Regions from separate parts of the Rattus norvegicus genome. Here all the other regions are linked to region 2. The links are chromatin contacts, called in public Hi-C maps. All regions are on one chromosome and are shown on one strand. The core of a region is the stretch at or near the end of the contact, and the rest is flanking DNA. Distances in the headings are between cores, read along the strand shown. Region 1 has its middle 490 kb from the start of Trnap-agg28. Region 2 has its middle 160 kb from the start of Trnap-agg28. Region 3 has its middle 170 kb from the start of Cyld.

Region 1 (3,714 bases), core at 826-3,325, 330 kb after region 2:
ATGTGTAAACTAATTATGCACAGATATTAATGTAATCGGTTTGGGGAGCTATAAAATCAATGTGTTTTTACAGACTGCATTAAAGGGAACTGTGGTATTATAATCACATGTCAGTTACAGAAAATGTTATGGAATTAAAAAATGGATCTTACCCACACTTCAGGGAAAACCCACAAGCCTCGCCAAATAAGGACAGCCTGGCTTCTGCAATTTTTAGTAGAACAGAAATAATTTCTTTAAAATCAGTGTCAAACCCTCTTGCTTTGCTCTGACCCTGATAACGTCATTAACGCAAACCCCACCCTCTTTTCACCCCTCCCTTTTTCTTTGTTAAATAAAATCTTCACTTCTGAATCTCAGATGATAGGGTCACATGATATCTTTCTTCAAGAAGCCATGCCGTAAGATTGGGGAATGGATGTTTTCTCCGTTGGGTGAAGCCTGTATTGGTAGATAGAGCTCAAGGAGCAGGAAAGAGAGACTGTCATGAAACACAAGGGTTAGGAAGAGTCATAGCTGTCTCGGTGGAATATTTTTGTGAGATATGGTCAGATCAATAGGACCAAAGGCTTTTGCTTTGTCCCCTGGGTGTCCAGTCACGATGTCCACATCGAATAGCAGGAAACACGCCACTCCATTGTAGCCCTGAGTTCCCCAAGAGAGCTCTCCATTGAGGGGTTGTGTACAACCTTCCTGTACCTGTGTTAATTTGTCCTTCCAAGAGTAGTACTCTGTGCCCCCTTCTGAAGCTTAAGCCACTCTTTTTCCGTAGCCTTAAATAGGACTAATGGCTCACCTCATCACTTCTCTAGGGGAACATTACAGAGGCCCCAGGTGGGTCACCGGCACTTTAGGGCACATGGGGGTAGAAAGAAAAGCAGACTGAAGTAGAAAACAGGCTCAGCTCTAGGGCAACAGCCTTGCGTGAGGCTGAGAGTCTTGCCAGGAGTCACTGTGACTCTGACAGTCCCCATGCGAGTACTTGCAGTATCAATTTGAACCTTAATTTTTGCAAATGCCCCATATTTCACAGAGGATAAAATGGAGATCGTTCTGTGCTTGAGCCAGAGTTAATACTCAGCAGATAGGACCACACGTAGTAGCGATGGGATTTGACATCCGGTACTTAACAGCTTTAGAGATAATTCCTCCCCAGTAGTCATTTTTGACTCCTGGAGGCGATGCACCCCATTAATCCACTTGCAAAGAAGATTCTCGTATGGTAGATGAAGTGGACCAGCTTCTGGCTCTCTGAAATCTTCCCACAGTGCTCCTATTTCTATCCACACATTATTGTCTTCCCTCCCCACCGCTGTGTAGCTTCATGATTTGTCTGTCCCTCCTCCAGCCTTCGGTGAGCATCCTGGGCAATGCATGTGAAGTTAGTTGGCTCATTTGTTCGGTTGTTCCCCAAATATCTATTGATATCTCTGAGGGAAGAGCAGGATATTAAGGGGGAGGGGTCACTAGATCATACATGGCTTTAGCACCTACACACTTAATTACTATTGGCAAGATAAGAGAAGTCCACAGTAAATGTTATTTATTGTGTCTTTCAAGTCCTTTGCTTCATGAAGTCTAGAACTCCCTTATATGTTGACATTTCATTTCCCATCTAGAGGAGGCTATGCCTCCCTTCATGCCCCATGCCCTTGCATGGCCACTGTCACAACACTCTTTGTTATTTCTTTTTAGTATTTCTTATGCTATTTCATACATTTTTACCTCAGCCACGGTTTATAATACTGAGATCCAAGAGTCATAGCCAGAGGGATCATGCTGGTTAGTTGTCATTGTCAACTTGGCACAGCCAAGGGCCAGGGAAGAGGGAACCTCAAGGGAGGAATTGCCCGAATCAGAATGACCTTTGGTTTGTCTGTAGGAAATTGGCTTGATTGGTGACGTGAGAGGACCCGTCTTCCTATGGGTGGAGGCATGCCATGGCAGGTGGGTCTGTATATGAAAACTAGCTGAGCCTGTAAGTGAATGTAACAGGCAGCCTTCCTCCGCGGTTGCTGCTTTGAGCTCCTGTGTTGAGTCCAAGCCCCCGGTTTTCCTGTACTTTGGACTGTGATTTGGAGGCATAAAAATCAAATAAACTCTTTCCTTCCCTTGTTTGCTTTTGGTCAGAGAGATTGGAGATAGCAACAGAACGCAGAGAAAGAAAGACAGCACTTATATTTAGGCACTGATGCATTTTAAAATCAGCTCTCTCCCCCTTTCTCTTCATTCCCCATTGTTTCAATGTATTCAACGGTCTTACTGATCCAAACATCTCCTTTCTCAGTTGTACCGAAGGTTGACGAAGCACAGGCCAGCTGCCGAGCTACTGCAGTGCTCCTCACTGAGATAATAGATAGAAACCATAAAGAACGGCTCATGGCTCTTGGTAAATACATGGTGATGTCAGTTCCGTGCTCCCCTCATTCTGTTGTTCAGAATAGCAACACCTTGTCAAACAGGAAGTTATGCACACACCAATTAGATGTGTTCTTCTTGGGGACAGGATGCTTCTCTTGTCCTAGGAGTTAAGAACAGATTTCCAGAAAGATATTTGTTATCACAGTCCATCCTTGACAGACCACCGTAGAAACTAAACAGAGCAGAGAACACAGAGTAGGGCGTACCTTCAGGCATTTGGCTTTTTATGAGAGATATTTTATTTATTTTTATTTTATGGGTGTGGGTGTTTTACCCACATGCGTATGCAGTGCAAAAGGAGACCGGAAGATGGCATTGAATCCTCTGGGACTGGAGTTGCTGATGGTTGCCAGCCATCACGTGTTACTTGTGCAGAAATTCGAAAAAGAAATTAAAAAGAAAATCCTAAAAACAGATATAAGGTCCCAACTTAATTCCCACAGTCCATCTGTGTTTTATATATGAACACAGGTTCATTAAGCTACTTGTATACATATTGTGCTGTACAGGGCTACAAATGTAGAATTACAAGAGCTGGTTCCTTTGTATCACTTAAGTGGTCTACATGAGTAATATTGGTAACGTACCACTATTATTGACGGTATTAAAATCCACCTCACATGAAAGGCATTTCCTCATCATGTGAAAGTATTTCCTGTATATTGATGAAACCCCTAAATTGTGTTAGTCAACCAGAATCAAGAATCCTCTGAATTGTTTTTCTCTTCCCCAAAGATTTCAGTAAGTCATGACACTTGACTGACCTTATTGCTATCTATCATATACTCTCTCGTTAGGAGACCCCAAGCATTACCGAGATATCCCAGTGATGTCACTAACCTGAGATGGATGTTCTCTCCCTTTTTCCCTCCCATGTCAATCTCTTTGGATGACAGTGAGGTTCTATCCCACCCATCTGACCCTCACTCCTGGCTGCCAAAAGTTTCCCTTCTCTGCAGCAGTTGCTCAAAGAAAGTTCTGAAACAATTACCAGTAATAAAGGGACACAACTAAGGCTCTCATAAAACTCGGGCTCTTCATAGCTTTCACTAAAGCAAATTATGGCAATGGCTTTTCCATCCTCTCATCAAGAATATCTCCCAGAATGGATTTTTCTGTGCCGGGTTAGTAAGAAATAAGCCCCCAAGGGTTCTGTGTTATGATTGTCAGGACATGGATTATTGAGAAAGGAATTAGAATCATCAACTCTGGCCCTGGAAATCTGAGCAGCGGAAAGGATTCATGGGCAGTGAGGACTTTTATGGTGAATGATTGGGACTGCTGCTTTGGCTT
Region 2 (3,810 bases), core at 1,062-3,561:
TGCCTAGTCCAAAACTGCCTCGTTTTGTAGCAACAGCACTGAAGGCTGAGAGGAGATGGCCTGGTCAAGGTGGGACAGCCAGGGAAGCAGTGAGGGCTGAGGTTCTGGCCTGGGAGCTGCTGTTATTTTATCCCCATCTCCACGGCTGTGATCAAAGGACACAGTTTCTCTCACACATAAAGCAATAACCTGGCCTTAATAAAAAGTTGGGTAGGTGACTAATGAACTATGTCTACCATGAAGTGGGTATCCTTAGTCAACCGCCAAACCCTGTTCATGCATAAGCCTTTATGTCTGTGTGACAAGCTCTCATTTGAATGCACAAGTGAGCGCACAGACCCCTGTGGAAAAATCATTAACTGAGCTGTGGTGGGGCCCACAGGTGGCCAGACCACATGTCTGTGGCACTGCTGGAAGTGATGGAGAGTCTCAAAGCTCACTTCCCACCATGAGCGCCAGTCTCAGGCACATGAACTTGGGTCCCTCCCATGAAGTGCAGAGCAAATCTGCATGGGCCGATGGCTTACCCTCTGCCTGCTGGGCACTGGCTCTCCCTCTGTCCCCGAAGCATCTTTGTTCGTAGGTATGTTTGGGCATGGGCGCACACTCACCTGCAATGGGAAGTGGAGATGCCTGCCTTTTCTTTTCAGCCCTCCCTCCTCTGTTTTTGCCTGTCTTTTTGTTTTGTTTTGTTTGTTTTTTTGGCTTTCTTTATTCTTTTTCCTTCCCTCCTCTTTTGCTCCCAGATGTCATCCTCTCTTTGGCAGGATATTGATACGGAGTTCAGAATAGTTTCAAACTTGTGATTCTGTTGCCTTAGTCTTTTGAGTATGCAGGGTGCACATTTATATTTATTGTTGTTGTCATTGTTGTTGTTTGGTATATATCTTCTGCTCTGAACTAGGTCTTGGGTTTTATTGGATCTGATAGATCACATTACACACCAATGTATCTAAACACAGTGAGAAATACACTACGATGATATGATAAGAGACTTGTAATTCACTTATGTTTTTTGGTGCTAGCTATCTAACCTGGGGTTGGGCAAGCATTTTATACCTGCTGTCCATGTCCAGCCTGACATAGGGGTCTAAGGAACAAATGGGGTCATCAAAAGAAGAGCTGTTAGACAATGTGGAGAGAAGATGAAGCCCTGGTCTGGCCTAAATACTTGTGCCTCATGACTTGGGGCACACACACTTTATTTGTGCAGGTTGAAGTTCCCTTTGTATGACCCTCTTTCAGCAGTGGAGAAGGCCTTTCCCCATATGCATCTCAAAGACATGAAATACCTCAGGTCCAGTTCAGACACACAGATCCATCAGTCCAAAGAGTCTCTTTAATATCCAATCCCAGGCTTAGAGTTTCTCTCCCAACTCTGAAAGTTCAGAAGGAACCCTGCCATCAACCAGGGCCCAGGGTCCTGAGTTCTTTCTGCCATAATTTTGCACCAGTGTCAAACTCTTAACCTTCTGAATGTACAAAGAGGTTTTTATTTTAAGTCCACGGCACAAACGACCTCTTCAGATTCATAATGAGGCACGCATTGAATGGAACATAGCTCAAGGTGAGTCATTCATTAATCATAAACAAAACAGGCCCTGATCAAGGACACATAAGCGCACACTGTAAAAAAAGAGGCCAGTTGCCCAATCCCTTTATTTAATATTAACTAAATTATGTTTCTCATGTGAGTCCCGAGAAAGTGATTTTTCTCACTTTATTTGTAGGCGGCCCAGCGTGAATAGATAATTACTTCCCTCAGTGTTGTTTCCCCTGAAGGTCCACTGTGTTCAACAAGACACTATCAAGTCTGGCCTCTTGTGTGGAGGTGGGGTGTGAGGGGCCTTGTGCCTGGAGCTGGAGACTTTAAACTGGAATCCACCAAGCATGAAAAACAGCCGCCAACAAGAGTATTACAAATGACATGAAAATATTTGCGATTAATAACAGCTAACCAGAGTCTCATGATCCAAGAAATGCATGATTACTTTATTACAGATATCTGATATGTTAATTATCTTCAAAAATTTCACCACTGTTCTCTGCTTTGGCAGAAATTTGAGCAGGGGAAAAGGAAATTTGAACGTTTATGTAAGTTGGAAACAAAGCATTTAGGAGATTGGACTTTAGAAGACCTGGGAATGGTATTTGGTATTCAATTCTGTGGGACAAGAAGGAAATGAAATCACAAGAATAGAAATGAGGGTGAAGGCTGAAATTTGAGTCTAGGAGAACTTGGCTGTCATCAGTAGAAGCTCACTCACCTTTACCTTTCTGGATCAAAATGCTCTGGGTGCTAATGGGGGAGGGGCGGACGGATGAGATTGGCAACATCTGCAGGTGACAGCAGCAAGGGAGCCGGAATCAGTATTTGCCTAAGACCAAGCCTCTTGGAGGGATTTTCTCCTTACCACAGGGGAGCCTTCCCACACTAGCCCCTTTCCCAGACAAGCTGTCACTGAGTCATCATATAGCATCCTAACTCTGGGAAGGGAGGTCACCCAACTGCTGATACTAATAGACCGAGTCAGTAGGCATTAGAGATCCCAAAGGGTGGTGGTGGCATCCTGGCTGCAGGAAGCCAGCCATCTGGCTATGGGGACAGGGAACTGACAGCATTGTGTTAGCTACTTACCTGCAGCTATTCTCTCAGATGAACCTTCTAGACGTTGACAGTTCAAGGGTGGCTTTTCAGGGTTGATGGCAAACAGAATAGGCTCAAAGTATTTCTCAGGTTGTCGGTCAGTAAGGCAGACTTTCTGGAAGGGCAGTGCCCATTCTTGGCCCTGAATCTTCAGATGAATTGCCAGGGTGTCACTTCTGTTTCTTGCTTCTGTCTACTAAAAGGATCAGGTTATCTTTATATTTTAGATCTTAGAAGAAAAAGGAAGGCAAGTCACACACACAGGGAGGGTGCTGGGGGGACAGTAATCAAGGTGGGCTTGGAATCCCCAGGTATTCATAACCTTAGATTTATAACACTGCTCCACAGCAAACCAGTGAGCCTGTCATGGCAGAGCAAGAATTCACGCAGAGGGCTGGAGAGATGGCTCAGCGGTTAAGAGCATTAACTGCTCTTCCAGAGATCCTGAGTTCGATTCCCAGCAACCACACGGTGGCTCACAACCATCTGTAATGGGATCTGATGCCCTCTTCTGGTGTGTCTGAAGACAGCTGCAGTGTCTCATATATAATAAATAAGTAAATCTTAAAAAAAAAAAGAATTCACGCAGAACACTCTACCTGACGTAGCATAAGTCTGTAAGAACAGTCCACAGTGCCACCATTCACCAGTCTGTGCCCTAGAATTGCTTTGACACATCACAGACACACTTACTGTTGAAACACCAGCTCTGACCATTTGGAGCTCTTCCTTTGGATCAGCCTTCTAAGTACCTGGAAAGGGAACTTCCCTGTCTGTAGTGAGCTTCGGTGTGTATGGACCAAGGATGGAATGGTGGTCCCGAAAGCTACAGTTGGAGAAAGCTCAGTGTCCAAGCTAGTGTTTGGGATCCTTACATCATTGGCTTGTCTTGGTGTAGAGTCAGCTAGAAGACTGTTGGGGAGCGACCTCTGGCCTTGCCAGCAGGTGTGTCTCTAAGGGAGACCAATACAGTCAGGGAGACATACCTTGAAAGTGAGTGGAACCACCTACAGCCTGGGGCTTCGGAGGGAATAAGACACGTACAGAAATGTCTTCCTTTCCCTGCCCTAAGTCACGCTGTGTGGTGCTGTGCTCCAACAACCATTTCTTCTATGACGAGCTGAATGCTCTCAGGCTGTGAGCCAAGATAAGTCCTTGTCCCA
Region 3 (3,634 bases), core at 339-2,838, 440 kb before region 2:
CAATGATGCAGGATCTCCTCATATCTATGTGAGTGACACAGAAGAAGCCTAGTCACCCATGGCGAGCCACCGGTGACTGGCAAGCTGCTAAAAGAAGAAACAATTGTCTGGAGGCAATGGGCTAAGTGGTTCAATATTTGATGTTTGATAACTGATTGTCAAATCTTCAACGTCAAAGAGACAGAAATGACTCCAGGAAGCTGATGGAGGTTTTGAGTAGTTTTGTCCGATCATGGGCTCGGTGCTATAGGCGAGCCTCTCCCACGAGTGGAAAGATGGGGGTTACTGTTAAAATATTTGGAACTGAAAATAAAAACAGCAACACATCAATACTTGAGTCTTTCTTCTAAGAATGAACACCATTATGTTTCCTGCAGTGTTTTGTTCCATAAGATATAAGGTGATGCCATTTCCAAAATGTTTAGTCTTGGTTTCAAGACAAGGTCCATTCAAATGGTTCACCAACAACTAAGAAATGCGGGAGCTGGTAGACCCAGCCAGAGAAGTCCCTGGAAAGGAGTGCTGGTTTCCAGCTTCACTACATGCTGATCTGAGCATGCCCTACGCAGCACCCCTGTTGATACGTCCCTTGGTGACTTGTAGGAACTCCCTGGTTTGTGGCACTCCCCTCCCCAACATCAGCACCCTATAGTCTGCCCCTCCTCCCTGCTCATCACAGCATAAGATCCCACCCGGCCTCTGCAGCAGCCTCTGTACCCATCCCTGCCCAGCAGGAACCCCAGGCCACAGCATCCCGTCTTCCCTTCCGTCACACGTGGGAACTGGGCAGAGCGGCCACAGCTGCTGAGCAGCCTCGGGGGCCGCCCAGGGATTCCGGTCACCACGATTGCTGTAATTGCTTTTTCCTCCAGTCTCCTTCTCAGGCTCTCTGCATGCTGATGGTACAGGTCCGGTCTCCACTGGATTGCAGTGGTATTTTTTTAGCGTCCCGACCAGTGTGTCCGGTTGACTGAGACATTTCGGGGAAGAAGCAGGTGCATTTACTTTTCAAGTATTATTTTACTAATCAATTGAAAAATTACCTTCGCGAATGACAGAAGTGCGGAGCGAGGAGCGTTTCATTAACGGGCGCAAACATTAATTACGGATCCAGCCCGACCTTGCACACACAGAAATTATGGGACTGATCTATTTTCTCTGTGCTTAATTGCAGCCAGCGACTAGTTCTTTAAATCATTATCTGATAGGCCTCCAGCGAGAAGAGGATTTATGGGGTGGCACCTAGAGGCCTCGCTGTGGCCGATGCTGTTCTGTGGGGGGTAAACAGAGATGGTTATATCAGAGGACCCGCAGGCATGTGTCATATAGCCTTGCAAGTAGTAAAGAAGGGGCCATTTTCCAAAACTGTATTTCTAGTAGCCTTTCTGAGCTGGCGCCCGGTTGCTGCTTCCTTGGGTCAGTTACAGCCTCCTGCCTGCATGCTGTCACTGTGCTGAGGCTCAGGATGACTGGGTAGTGACTGGCACCCCCGTGGTCATGCAATGCAGCCTGTACAGCTCTGCGCAAAGAGCTGTGTCCGTTGAGTCGCACCTGTGCTGTCTCTTTCTGACTATTTCTGTCATGGCTCTAGTCCCAAGCCTTGTTTAGTCAACCCACTGACGGGCAAAGGTCCTTGGGCAGATGGCCATTCAGACCTTATCCTGTGCTGCACGCCCTGCTTCTATGGCCACGGCTCAGAGCACAGAGCTCTTGGGGCTGTACACTTGCTCTTGGCCATGGTATCCTTCTTGGCTAGGGATATTTGTTTTGGACATACGTAGCCCCTCACGGTGGGAACACTGAGCATGAGCACAGGCAGGTCATTCCAGGGGAGGAAACACGGTAAGAGGCAGTGAGGATACAGGAGTCTTTCCCCAGCCTTTGGGAGGACTGAAGCCTCTGGACCCGCAGTCGGCCTCGGTTTTGTTAGCTAGACATGGGGATGTTTGTCATTCTAAAAGAGAGAGAGAGAAACAGGAACACCCTGAGTGTGCTTACACAGAGCCTTCCTCCGTAAATGCAGCAGTGGCCAGCTGGTAGTCCTCTCTGTCCCCTCCAACTACATCCTGGGATCTGTGGACGACTCGGGCTCTGGACTCTGTGAGAGGGTCCACAGCCCAGAGCTGCAGGAAGTTGCAGGGGGAGGGGGTGGTTCAGACCCCGTCTATAGCTTGACTGAATCTGGGCACTCGCAGCTGCCCTGACTGGAAGCCGAGAGGAAAGGAGGCAAGAGTGTCAGAGCCATTCTTGTCGTAAGTGATGGGAAAGCCCAGCCTAGCTATACCGAAAAGCCTTTCCCCAAACTGATTCCCTTTTGGGGCCAGCTCGGACCCTCCATAATTCAGATACAGTGAAGAATCAGGAATCCTCCATTCCTCTCAGGCCCTCAAGTCACGGGTTCTGTGATGATCCCCTCAAACACTTGTACAAACTTCAGGGTTGGTGGCATTCTCCTCTACAATGACAGATCTAAGTCCAGCTGGACAGGGTTCCAGAGTTATGATATCCAGAGTGTTGCGACAAGATTACCAGGTTTCAGGGGGTACAGATGTGTCTGACTGAAGGGCAGGAAGACAAGAAGATGATGCCAAATTCAATGGGCTACTGCTGCTCAGGGTCACCGGGCTAACTGCCTCCTCATGGACTCCAGTGTTCTCCTGTCACTCAAACCAGTGGATGAAAATGAGAGTCCAGAGAGAGTTTAATACTGGGGCTCTTTATGAAGCTACGGGCAGGGTCTAGGGACCCTACCTGTGCTAGATTCATCTCCAGGCTGAGAAACAATGTGCTAGGAACTCTAGGCTGGTATAGCCTACAGAAGGAGACTGTTACCCGGACCCTGGAGCTAGAAGGCCATATGGAGAGTGCTGGCCACATAATCTCCAGTGGCAGTGTGGTCAGTCTGTGGCAAACTCTGGGGGACAGATCAGCTACTGTCACTCGGCGGTTGAACCTAGCCAGAAGCCAGATGGCACAGGTTCCTGGATCTGTAGTTCTGTCGTGTCAAGTCCATGGGAAGAGCAAGGTTGGGGAGGTAAAAGGAGAAGCTTACAGAAGCTCTCACACAGAGGGCTTGTGTGACACAGGCTGTGTAGCTCATCATTGAGCTTCTCTGGTTCTAAGTCCCACCTGCAATCACAGGACCTCTTGCTCTTTCGAACCTTTGTCTCTCTGGGTATTTTAGAGAACATCATGTGTCATCACAAATCAGTCTCCTGTGAGGATGACCCTGCTCTGAGCACCTTCACCAATGCTCTGGGCCTCCTAGTGCAAGGCTTCATGAGGTCCTGTAGAGGACCTGGGATGCTGGGAGGTCTTCCCTCCCCAGGCTACTCCTGCCTGAGAAGTTCCAAGGCAACATTATCTGCATCTTCAACCCTGGGTGTAGTGTAGGGGACTCTTCTTTGTAGTGTCTCCTTCAACTCTCTTGCTCACAAGACTATGAGGTTGGCTCCAAGACAGTCCCAGGAAACATTGTGGGTCACCCTGACCCCACCCATCACATTTATTGTCATTTCCTGACACTTTATGTCTAGGCTTTTCTTCCGTGTTTGGGACCCTCGTTATTGAACTTCTTCCTTGTTCAGGACCCTCATAATTGAACTTCTTCCTCAGGATCACGTCTGAGGAGACC

The links. A called contact is a pair of places that touch in the nucleus more often than the background predicts.
Region 1: a contact with region 2 is called in a Hi-C map of liver, with 3 times the contacts expected there. The contact joins two enhancer-like sites. A contact is called at or near these places in 3 of 12 Hi-C or Micro-C datasets (kidney and liver).
Region 3: a contact with region 2 is called in a Hi-C map of kidney, with 3 times the contacts expected there. The contact joins two enhancer-like sites. A contact is called at or near these places in 3 of 12 Hi-C or Micro-C datasets (kidney and liver).

What each region holds. Positions count from the first base shown.
Region 1 is chr19:33,605,687-33,609,400 of GRCr8, reverse strand. No RefSeq gene overlaps it. Among named protein-coding and RNA genes, the nearest start is that of Trnap-agg28, 490 kb to the left of the region's middle. Within about 2 kb of position 2,075, at least 1 of the 93 cell types and tissues checked has an H3K27ac peak or open chromatin away from gene starts, as enhancers often do. A contact at or near this core is called in liver, where this site is marked.
Region 2 is chr19:33,936,537-33,940,346 of GRCr8, reverse strand. No RefSeq gene overlaps it. Among named protein-coding and RNA genes, the nearest start is that of Trnap-agg28, 160 kb to the left of the region's middle. Within about 2 kb of position 2,311, at least 2 of the 93 cell types and tissues checked have an H3K27ac peak or open chromatin away from gene starts, as enhancers often do. A contact at or near this core is called in kidney and liver, where this site is marked.
Region 3 is chr19:34,376,920-34,380,553 of GRCr8, reverse strand. No RefSeq gene overlaps it. Among named protein-coding and RNA genes, the nearest start is that of Cyld, 170 kb to the left of the region's middle. Within about 2 kb of position 1,588, at least 4 of the 93 cell types and tissues checked have an H3K27ac peak or open chromatin away from gene starts, as enhancers often do. A contact at or near this core is called in kidney and liver, where this site is marked.